Regions from separate parts of the Mus musculus genome. Here all the other regions are linked to region 2. A link is a contact called in public HiChIP or PLAC-seq and promoter capture Hi-C data. All regions are on one chromosome and are shown on one strand. Each heading gives the region's core, a stretch centred on a gene start, on an enhancer-like site or on the middle of the called end of the contact. The rest is flanking DNA. Distances are from core to core; before and after follow the strand shown.

Evidence for each region. HiChIP or PLAC-seq counts read pairs in DNA pulled down with a chosen protein or histone mark. Capture Hi-C pulls out chosen DNA fragments and counts their contacts.
Region 1: an H3K4me3 HiChIP or PLAC-seq map of embryonic forebrain shows a contact between it and region 2, with 4 times the contacts expected there. The contact joins the promoter of Supt5 here to the promoter of Lin37 in region 2. A contact is called at or near these places in 4 of 39 promoter capture datasets (cranial neural crest, hippocampal neurons, liver and 1 more), 2 of 115 datasets of contacts at active chromatin or transcription factors (astrocytes and embryonic forebrain) and 2 of 9 other capture datasets (liver and pancreatic islet).
Region 3: a promoter capture Hi-C map of liver shows a contact between it and region 2, with 2.6 times the contacts expected there. The contact joins the promoter of Samd4b here to the promoter of Lin37 in region 2. A contact is called at or near these places in 2 of 39 promoter capture datasets (cranial neural crest and liver) and 2 of 9 other capture datasets (adipose tissue and liver).

The regions. Positions count from the first base shown.
Region 1 is chr7:28,336,611-28,340,034 of GRCm38.p6, reverse strand. Supt5 (suppressor of Ty 5, DSIF elongation factor subunit) reads left to right here and starts at 1,316. Exons shown (of 30, transcript NM_013676.1): 1 at 1,316-1,340; 2 at 1,600-1,683. The coding sequence starts at 1,609.
Region 2 is chr7:30,557,655-30,560,999 of GRCm38.p6, reverse strand. Lin37 (lin-37 homolog (C. elegans)) reads left to right here and starts at 1,354. Exons shown (of 9, transcript NM_029377.2): 1 at 1,354-1,558; 2 at 3,042-3,117; 3 at 3,324-3,345. The coding sequence starts at 1,525.
Region 3 is chr7:28,434,334-28,437,674 of GRCm38.p6, reverse strand. It overlaps Samd4b (sterile alpha motif domain containing 4B), which reads left to right and starts at 1,484. Exons shown (of 13, transcript NM_175021.3): 1 at 1,484-1,537. It also overlaps a transcript of Gmfg not described here.

The DNA of each region.
Region 1 (3,424 bases), core at 67-2,566, 2.2 Mb after region 2:
ATTGCTCAAGCATGCTGCTTTTATTAACTTTCTGTCTTGAATTTTTTTTTGTGTGTGGGGGGTTCGAGACAGGGTTTCTCTGTGCAGTTCTGGCTGTCCTGGAACTCACTCTGTAGACCAGGCTGGCCTCGAACTCAGAAATCCGCCTGCCTCTGCCTTCCCAGTGCTGGGATTAAAGGCGTGCGCCACCACCGCCCGGCTTGTCTTGAATTTTTATGTCTGTGGATATTCAATGTCAGCCGAGGCCTGAAGAGGGCGAGCATTAGCTCCCCTGAGACTGGAGTGAAAGCGGGTTGTGAGCTGCTGGAAATTGACCACAGCTCCACAGCAGCCAGCGTTCTTTGGCGGTTGAGCCAACTCTCCAGTTTAGGTTTTATTGTTTTGTTTTGGTTACAGTGTTTCACTGTGTAACCTTGGCTGTCCGGAATTAAATAAATGTGATGGTTTTGTGCATAACTCCTGGCTCGCCTGTCCACCTTCAGTTCTTCTTCTTCTTCTTCCTCTTCTTCTTTTTTTTTTTAAGATTTATTTATTTATTTATTATATGTAAGTACACAGTAGCTGTCCTCAGATACTCCAGAAGAGGGCATCAGATTTCGTCATGGATGGTTGTGAGTCACCATGTGGATGCTGGGATTTGAACTCAGGACCTTCGGAAGAGCAGTAGGCGCTTTTAACCACTGAGCCATCTCACCAGCTCCCGCCTTCAGTCTTAAATCCGTATTAAAGTGTCTTTCATTGTAAGCATGGTGGCACACGCCTTTAATTTCAGTACCAGGGAGGCAGAGGCAGACATGGGCTTATCTTTGTGAGTCTGAGATTTAGCCAGGCTACAAAGTAAGGCCTTATCACACAAACAAACAAACAAACAAACCAGATCATTAATAACACAATACTGTGCCGCGCTAAACTAACAAGTTTTGAGATTGTTTTGAGCATCGCCAGGAATTCGGATTTAACCTGAGTCTAGGTCCCTAAAAATCTAGGGGAACTCCTCAGAATGCCGAGGGTGGCGGTGTGAAGCCGAATCTCTGTCCCGTCACCTCTGACACCTCCGAGGGAAGTTTAGAGGACGGACGAGCCAACAGTTCACCCGATTCAGCTCTGGGTTAGGAGAAGCCGATTACTTTTCGACCTTCTCAAGATGGCGGCCGTACAGTCCGCGTAAACCACTTTGGCCACTCCGGAGATGGCGGCTCCAAGAGGCCGCCCTCAGAGCAGGCCCCTAAAGTCTCGCGTTAGGTGAGACTGACGCGCCAGTTCTCGCGAGAGAGCGCTCAGGCCAGCTAGGCGTTGTGTGATCCGCAGCTGGCGCGGAAGCTTCAGGTGGCAAGCGATCGGTGAGCGGGCGTGGGACGGCAGGCAGGGGCCGGAGCGGGGGTCGGGGCTGGCGGAGGTTCAGGACGTGTGCCGGCCGCAGCCAGGGCCGGGTGTGCTAGCTGCCATAGCCCGAACAACGCGGGTTCGCGACCGCCTGAACCAGGCTGCCGGAAGTGCGCCTGGGGATTTTCTCCCCCGGTTTACCTTGCGGGGAAACTGAGGCTTGGGGGTGGCGCTTTTGGTTCCGCGACGCCCTGAGGCCGCGGTCTTCCTCTGCAGCTGCGGAAGATGTCGGACAGCGAAGACAGCAACTTCTCCGAGGAGGAGGACAGCGAGCGCAGCAGCGAGGCGGAGGAGGCCGAGGTCGGTGCCTGGGATTCTTAGGGGAGACGTTGCGCCTGGGGACAGGGACAGGGGCAGGGCAGAGAGGGCCCTGGGGGAGCCGGGGACTCGGAACGGCTGGGGGGGAGGGTGGTTCCAGATTGTCGGGAGAGATGGACGAGTGTGCAAGTCAGCGTGGAGCGCAGGGGCAGCGTCCAGAAGGTGGGGGTGCGCCAGGTCCACGGTTGGCTTTCATCTGATTTGTTTCTTTCGGTTTACTTTTTATCACTTGCGATGCTAGGATTGAGTTCAGGGCCCTGCTAGGTGGACAGCCCCAGCTCTTAGGATTCTTTCGTGTTTGTGTTTTTAGGTATCCCCAGTTGTTCCAGAAGTGTGTATGTATTGCCTACTGTGTGCCAGCCTGTACAAGTCTTTGTCCTTGGGCTCCTGCTAACAGATTTTAAAATGTAAATCGACAACTGATGGGTGAATGTGAATTTGCTACTGTGAATAAATATAGCCAGTAAATATGAGAGACTCCCAGGTTCAGCATCCTAGTGTGAAAATCCAGATGATTTTGTAACTTTTCTAGTCTTCTGTCGATGCTACGAATGGAAAATTCCACATATGACAGGTCAAAGTCAACACTAGTGCACTAAAAATACTGTGTTAAATGACTGTGCACAGTATATATGAAAGATATATGAATTTCATGTATTGTCCCGTTCCAAGGTACCTTATTGTGTATGTGCAAATAATCCAAAAATCCTCCAAGATCTGAAATATGTATACTTTGGATTTTATTTGTTTTGTTTTGTTTTCTTTTCTTTTTTTCTTTTTTGGTTTTTCGAGACAGGGTTTCTCTGTGTAGCCCTGGCTGTCCTGGAACTCACTCTGTAGATCAGGCTGGCCTTGAACTCAGATCTGCTTGCCTCTGCCTCCTGAGAGCTGCCTTTGTTTTTCCTTTACCTCCCAAGTGATGAGATTCCTGAGATGACAGCACGGACAGCCTAAAATAGGAAATCTCATCACATCTTGTCTCAAGCTGTGAATTAAGGATACGTGGCCTGAGATAACTCTTTCTAGTACTCTGGTGAAAAATCCAAGCACAAAAAGGGAGTAGAGGGTCCTAGCTGCACTTTGAAGCCATCAGAATAAGTCAGAGTGACATTTGAATGGGAACTTACCGGAAGAGAGGGGGTAAATCATGTGGTTGTCTGTCTTTCTTTCTTTCTTTCTTTCTTTCTTTCTTTCCTTCTTTTTCTTTCTCTTTTTGAGATAGGATCTCACTATGTGTAACCTTAGTTGGCCTAAAACTAGCTATGTAGACCAGGCTGGCAAACGCATAAAGATCTACCTGCCTTTGCCTGCCAAATGCTGGGACTAAAGATGTGTCCCACCATGCCTGACCCTTCCCCCTTCTTTTAATTATGGGGATAGAACTCAGGGCTCTGTACACATTAAGTATGAACTCTGCCACTGAGCTATGCTTTATTTAATTGAGCATTTAGAGAGAGTCTAGTCTCTCTCTCTCTCTCTCTCTCTCTGTGTAGTTTTTGGGCTAGAGTTTCACAAATGCTAGGCAGGTACTCTGTCACCAAGCTGTGTTACGAAGCTGTAAATTAACTTTAATTTTCTTTCTTTTCTTTTTTTTTGTTTTTGTTTTTTGTTTTTTTGTTTTTTGTTTTTTTTTTGAGACACGGTTTCTCTGTGTAGCCCTGGCTGTCCTGGAACTCACTGTATAGACCAGGCTGGCCTCAAACTCAGAAATCCGCCTGCCTCT
Region 2 (3,345 bases), core at 105-2,604:
ACCAGAAGAGGACATCAGCATCCTCTAGAACTGCAATTATACATGGTTGTTAGACACCATGTGAATCCCCTTAACTACTGCGCTCAACAAGTGAGCAAGCCCTTTCTCTGGCATCTTGATCTTCTCATTTAAAATTTCATGGCCAGTCAGTGGTGGTGCACGTCTTTTATCCCAGCACTTGGGAGGCAGAGGCAGGCAGATTTCTGAGTTCGAGGCCAGCCTGGTCTACAAAGTGAGTTCCAGGACAGCCAGGGCTACACAGAGAAACCCTGTCTCAAAAATAAATAAATAAATATTTCATGATTTTGGTGGCTTATGTCTGAAACCACAGCACTTGGGAAGCAGAGGCATGGTGGATTTCTGTGACTTCCAGGCCAGCTGGGGTTTGTAGTGATACCCTGTGTCAACATAATTTCAGCAAAGAGTCTAGTGAGATAACTCAATGGTAGGGACACTTGCTGCCAGTCATGACCTGCGTTTGATCCTCAAATCCTGTAAGTGATCTGACTGCTACAGGTGTGCCCCACCCCCCAATAAGTTAAGAAAAGCATATACCCAACAGGTTGTTGTGTTAATCACACACTGGGGAGGCTGAGGCAGGAGGCCTTCCGGGAGTTCAGAGACAGCTTGGGTCACATACATAATGAGCTTCAGGCTAGACTGAGCCAGAGTGAGGCAATAAATAAATAATGATAAAGTCTCAGTCCCCACTTTGATGTTCCCTATTGAGTATTTTTACATATTTGTGTGTTCCCATTACATTTCACTTAGAATTTTTGGCTTGTTTATTGACTATCGTCTATCCTCTACACGATAAGACACATTCTCAGCAAGGATTTTTGCCTGTTTTGCTCGTTAAAGCGTCCTCACTATGTGGATGAGTACCCAGCGCTTTTAGTATTTAAATGAAAGAGAGTTAGCTGAGAAATACACCTAGCGAGCTCTCTGTCAGAAAGGATCCAGTCCGTCTCCAGAATGATCTTCCTGTGAAGGATGTCAGTGACTATGATAGTTACTTAGGAGCTGGAAATAGGTTTAGTGGCAATACTAAAATATAACACTACAAATCCCGAAAAGCCTTGGGATGTCTGAGTCTTTGCTTCCCATAGTGCTCCTTGCGGCGCAGGCGCATTACCTCCGTCTTGAGCCTCGGAAGTTTGAATCACAACCCCCACCTCCGCCCCCCAGGTGCCTGGCTTGTCGTTGGTTTGTTTCCGGATACAGGGCCTCGGGAAGGTGGAGCCTAAGGCTGGGAGCCAATAGTACAGGCTGTCAATTGGCCAGCAAATGAAATTGACGTTTTCATCAACTAGTGGGAAAAAGCAGTTGCCAAAGGGTCCCGCCTACAGAAGGGGAAGAAGGGAAGTGGCCGCCAAGGCAGTCGCGGCTGGACAGTGCTCAGGCCCGAGGACCAGTGGTGCCCAGACTTACCTTTGACCTTTCCCTGCCCGCCTTCCGCCTAGCTTTTGAACCACACCTCCTCCAAGTTTTTCTGATCCAGCGCATTAGACCTGCACCCAAATCATGTTCCCGGTAAAGGTGAAAGTGGAGAAATCAGGTGAGGACTGGGGATCCAGGAGAGATATGTTAATAGTGAAAAAGCGGAGTACGCGACATCTCTCTGCAGCCCATATGACAGGATCCTCTAAAAAGGGTCCTTTTCTTTTTCTACCTCACTTTCCCCATTTCTGACAGTGGGCATGAGTCATCAATTGTGGAGTGTCCCTGAATCAATCCTCACTGGCTGTGCATTCCAATAACGCTAGGGTGTAGGGTGATAAATAGACAAGGTGGGAGGAGTGGCAGGGTGTAGGAAGGAAGCGGGCAGCAGAGCAGCTAGGGCGACTGCAGCCGTGAGGAAACGGAGGCAGAGAGATGGGAGGGGAGGAGGACAGATCTGTGGGTTCTGGGAAGGGACTTTCGACTTTTCCTTTGAGGGAAGTGGGTAGTCTAGGGAGGTTTTTGAAGAAGGAGTGAGTTGGTAAAGGTACACCCCAAAGTGCAAAAAAACAAACAAACAACAACAACAAAGCTTGAGTGGACATCCTCAGAGATGCAGTGAGTGGAGAGAGGGCTGTTCGTGTTGGCAGCTGCCTTTATTCCCAGGGCATGGAGAACAGAGACAAACGGATCTCTGAAGTCAAGGCCAGTTTGACCTACTTAGCAAACAACATGCCAACCCAAGGCTATATAGTGAAGAACTGGGGGTGGGAGGAGAGAAATATATATAGTGGAGGGAGCCTCACTACAACTATGCAGGTAGGACAAGGGTGGGTTTGGAAACGCCAGACTGAGTACAGACCCCATTTTCTGGAGTCAGGATTGAAGACTCCTTGAGGGTTCTGTGCTGGAGAAGATCAAAGCCACGTTGTGTTGTCTGTCTGTCTTTGTATTTTTTCTTTCTTTTGCTTATTGTTTGAGAGAGGATCTTTCATTGCTGAGGCTGACCTTGAAACTCTTGATCCTCCTACCTCAGCCTCCAGAGTGCTGGGATAGCAGACATATGCTATTATGCCCAGTAGGCTTGGCTTTCTTTTAGGAAGGTTCTTTTGTCTGCATTATAAAAGGAGGTGGATCAGAAAAGATGACAGAGGCTAGGCGCTGGGTGGGAGGAAAAGGCGAGGTAGGGAGGGGATATATTGACAGACTCCCACAAGCCAAGTGAGCTGAGACTGGGGCTGGGAAAGGAGTGCCCACAGCGAGTCAGGAGCCTGTGGGCCAGCTAGTCACGCCTCATGGGAGAATCCAGGGAGTGGAGTGGGTTTCGAGGAGACCTCAGTGGGAATACCCTAAGGGCTGTCCATGGAAGGTGTCCAGATCCTAGATTCCTGAGTAGGTGTTGGAGAGAAAGAGCAGTGGTAGCAGCTGTGCCCTTGGCCCCGCCTAAGGCTCTGTCACCCTGGTTCTGTCTTTAGTTGGTCTCTCCACTGAGTGGCACTAAAGCTGCTTTCCAAGTAACTGGACCAGACAGGACGTAGGATCGCCTCCCACGGCGAATGTGGGAGGCGCACACAGAGCTGATTCCTACCTTCTACCCTCAGAGATGGAGATGGCCAAAGCCCGGAACCAGCTGGATGCCGTTCTTCAGTGTCTGCTGGAGAAGAGTCACATGGACAGGTTGGAACCTGGTCCAGCCTGGGGAACCACAGGGTGGGAGCTGTTTGGACTGACTCTGATTGTTGGAGGGGGGATGTGGATGGGAGGCTGGAGGGGCTGCCTAGGGTGAAAAGTGCCCCATGGGATGTTTCATGGGAAGACTAATTAATAGCATCACACTCTGGGTCCTTGGTACCCTAAGCCAGTAGTGTTTTTTTTGTTCCCAGGGAACGCCTGGATGAAGAAGCT
Region 3 (3,341 bases), core at 235-2,734, 2.1 Mb after region 2:
TCATGTGCCCTCATTTCTCAGAATTCCGTCTGAGCCTTGTCTCCATTCACCCCTCATACCCTCCTTGGGATTGGTCACAAACTCCCACAACCTCAATTACCATCTCTAATGATCCTTAAATCCTGGTCTCCAGCCTCAATTTGTGCCCGAGGTGGGGCAATGGTCTTGACCTCAGTGTTGGCTGTCCCACATTGAGCTTCTCCTCTGGGACCCAATCTCCCAGAGGGCTTTGTCCTGGACTTTTCTCTTCCGCCCTGTGGCCAGCCAGTGGCAAAAGGCTAGTTCAATGGGCCACCTGAGTGTCCCGCCTACTTCGCACCTCCTCCCTCCCCAAGGTCCCTTCCAGATGCAACCCCGCCCCAACTCCCCAGGTAGCTCCCTGGGTTCTCTCTTCTGTGTCTCATTCCTTCTCACCCCACTTCCCTATGTAAGCTAGAGGCGTCCCTTCCAAACTCCCAAGTCCCCAAGACCTTACTGGCCCCGTCACTCTAGTCGCTGTGCCTTTAGCACAAGTGCATACTCCCTCCAGTGGCCAAACATCTAGCCGCAGCTCATTTCCTACCACTCCCTGTCGTAAATTCGACACTCCACCCTGACTGTATTTCTTGGAGTTCTCGGAACAAGCCACGTTGCTGTCACCCTTCTGGAGAGCCGGCCCCTTTCCAGTCAGTTCACCCCAGCGCAGGACAGTTTGTGGATGGACTAAGATCACGACAAGAGTGATGGAAGCAATCTCCATTTATTGACAGCCTCTTATGTGTGGGGTCTTATCTCTTTCCACCCTTAAAGGGTCGACCTCGCTCATCTTGAGGTGTCACTTGAGGCGCGGCCGATCGATACCAGGAGCCAGGAGGCAGCATTGTCATCCCAAAGGGCGATGGTACTACCGGACACAAACCCTGGGCGGGGTGTGACCGAGGGGCGGAGAGGAGGGGGTCCTTGAACGCCAGAATGAGGAATTGTGACTGGGTTCGCCGCTACTGAGTTAGACCGGCGCGAGACTGCCCCCTGCGGGTCCGTAGGTCCAATCGCGGGCTTCGCCAGACCGTTGCCCGGGGCAACGCGGCGCGCGCCCCTCCTCTTCCCGGCCCTCTGCTCTCCGCCCGGGGCCTGTCCGTCTGTCCGTCACCTTCTCGTCAGACCAATCGTAGTGAGGAGGGGGCGGGCCTCTCAGGCCTCCTTCCAGCCCTGTCGCTCCCCTCCAGGCCAAGACCCCGCCTTTCTTGCCGCACACCTCCCACCCTTCGGTCTGCCCTCGCCGCCAGTTGGCTGGGCTCACCGTCTGTCAATAGGGTGTGAGCTAATGCTGGCGCACAGTGGCCCTCCGGGGCGGGGCCAGGGGCGGTGACGCACGGCGCGGTGACGCAGCGCGACGGCGGCGGCGGCGGCGGCGGCGGTGGTCGGTGCGGGAGGAGGGAGGGGAGCTCTCGGGCCAGAGAGGGGGCGACGGCGGCGGCGGCGGCGGCGGCAGCGGCGCGGGTGGCGGCGGCTGCCCGAGGAGGTGCGGGTGGCGGCGGCGGCGGCGGAGGCCGAGGCGGTGAGTCTCGGGCAAGGCCGGGCCGGCGGGCGCGGGGCGGCGGCGGTCGAGGCGCGCGGCGCTCCCCTCAGGGCGACCCAGGCCGCGCGGCCGGCCCCGCCCCCTCAGGGACCCCGCGCCGCGGGCTGCGGCGGGCGGCTGACTCGGGCCTCGGGAGGCCGGAGGATCCTGGAGGACCCCTTAGGGTTCCGCACTCAGCCCGTTTCTCCCTACCCGGGCCCCTTCCTCAGTTTCCCTCCCAAACCGTCACGCCCTGGGGCTAGCCGAGGGGCCGGGCCCGGGGACTTCTGTCCTGACTCGGCACACATCTGCCTGGTCCTCCCGCACGACTCCAGCGGCCTCCCCGGAGACCACCCTCAGCTTTCAACTGCCTCCTCTGGGGACGCTCCCTGTGGATCCCCGCCCTTTGGTCCTTGGTTCTCTCCTCACATCTTCCTCCTGAATCGCAACACATTCCTTGGTGGCTACTCGTCATCTGTCTTCACAGCACAGATATTCCAGGCATCTCCCCCAGGAAGAACCTTAAAGCCCCTAAACCGCCCCCAGATACTCTCTGCATCTAACCCCCCCCCCATCTGCATCACATATTCAAGTCATCTCTCCTTCAGACTTCTTCAAATACCCCCAAGAATTTACCCTTCTACCTCTCCCCATTCCAAAAGTCTTAGAGATTTTCACTCTTATCCCCAAATTCTTCAGGATGTCCCTGGTGAACACTACATCATCCTTAAAGAGCTTGCATATCCCAGAACAGTCGTCCTCAGATACTCAGGAAGTGCTCTTAGATGCCAAAACTCACCTAGAGGACCCTCTCCTCTCCTCTCTTTGCTTCCACCTCCTATATACGCCCTGTCCTCTTCTCATATTTCTTAGACCCTTCTATAGATTTCCAAACTCATGTTACACAAATATTCCCCAGCTTGGAATGCTCTAGAGGTAATCTCATGTACCCCAGCCCTTTTCTCCTCAGCCTCTACACCTTCTAATCTTGAAAATCTCCAGAGTTCCTCTCATATTCCCAAAACCTCTTCCAAAGCCTGTCTTCTGTATCCCAAATCCTTTCCAGTAACACACACCACATGTTTTAAGAATAGTGTACGGACTCCAAAAAAGTTTCCTCATAGCCTCTATTCTTCTCAAACTTTTCTTGGATAACCTGAAAATTTGAAACTCCCTTTCTAGCCTTTGGTAAACTTTCTGACACTCTTCCTTACAATACTGAAACACCCCTCTAAGCTACAGCTTTCAGGACCCCCATGCATCACAGAACTTAGTAACCCTGAGATGGCCTTTAGTTCTTTCTTTTTCTCAGACTTTCTTATTAAAAGACTTTTCTAGCTATCTCTTCCTCAGAATCTCCCCCACCCCCAATTCTCTAGAACCATCTTTAGAAAGCCTTGCATACCTACCTAATCTTTCTTCAGTATAGCTGAACACCCAGAATTCTTTGTGGAAAACCTACTCCAATGCTTTCAGGTCTTCATTAGGAGTCTTCTTCCCTCAGCCCTATATGCTTGGGGTTTTTTTTTGGGGGGGGTTGTTTGTTTTTAAACTTGAGATTTCTCATAAAGCCCCCCAATGCCTACCCTACCCTGTATTTAAAAATCCCTCTGTCAGGACCTTTCTCAGAAGACCACTTCCTAAGACATTCTTTAGAGATTTTTCTCCCAAGCCCCGTGTCGGTAATCTATAGCACTTTCTGGAAACCCACCCTCAATTTTCTTCTCTGACATCCCCAGTCTTATTTCAGGAATCTGTCAGATGAATCCCAGTTAGGCTAAATCTCTTCTTGCTTTCTCTTATC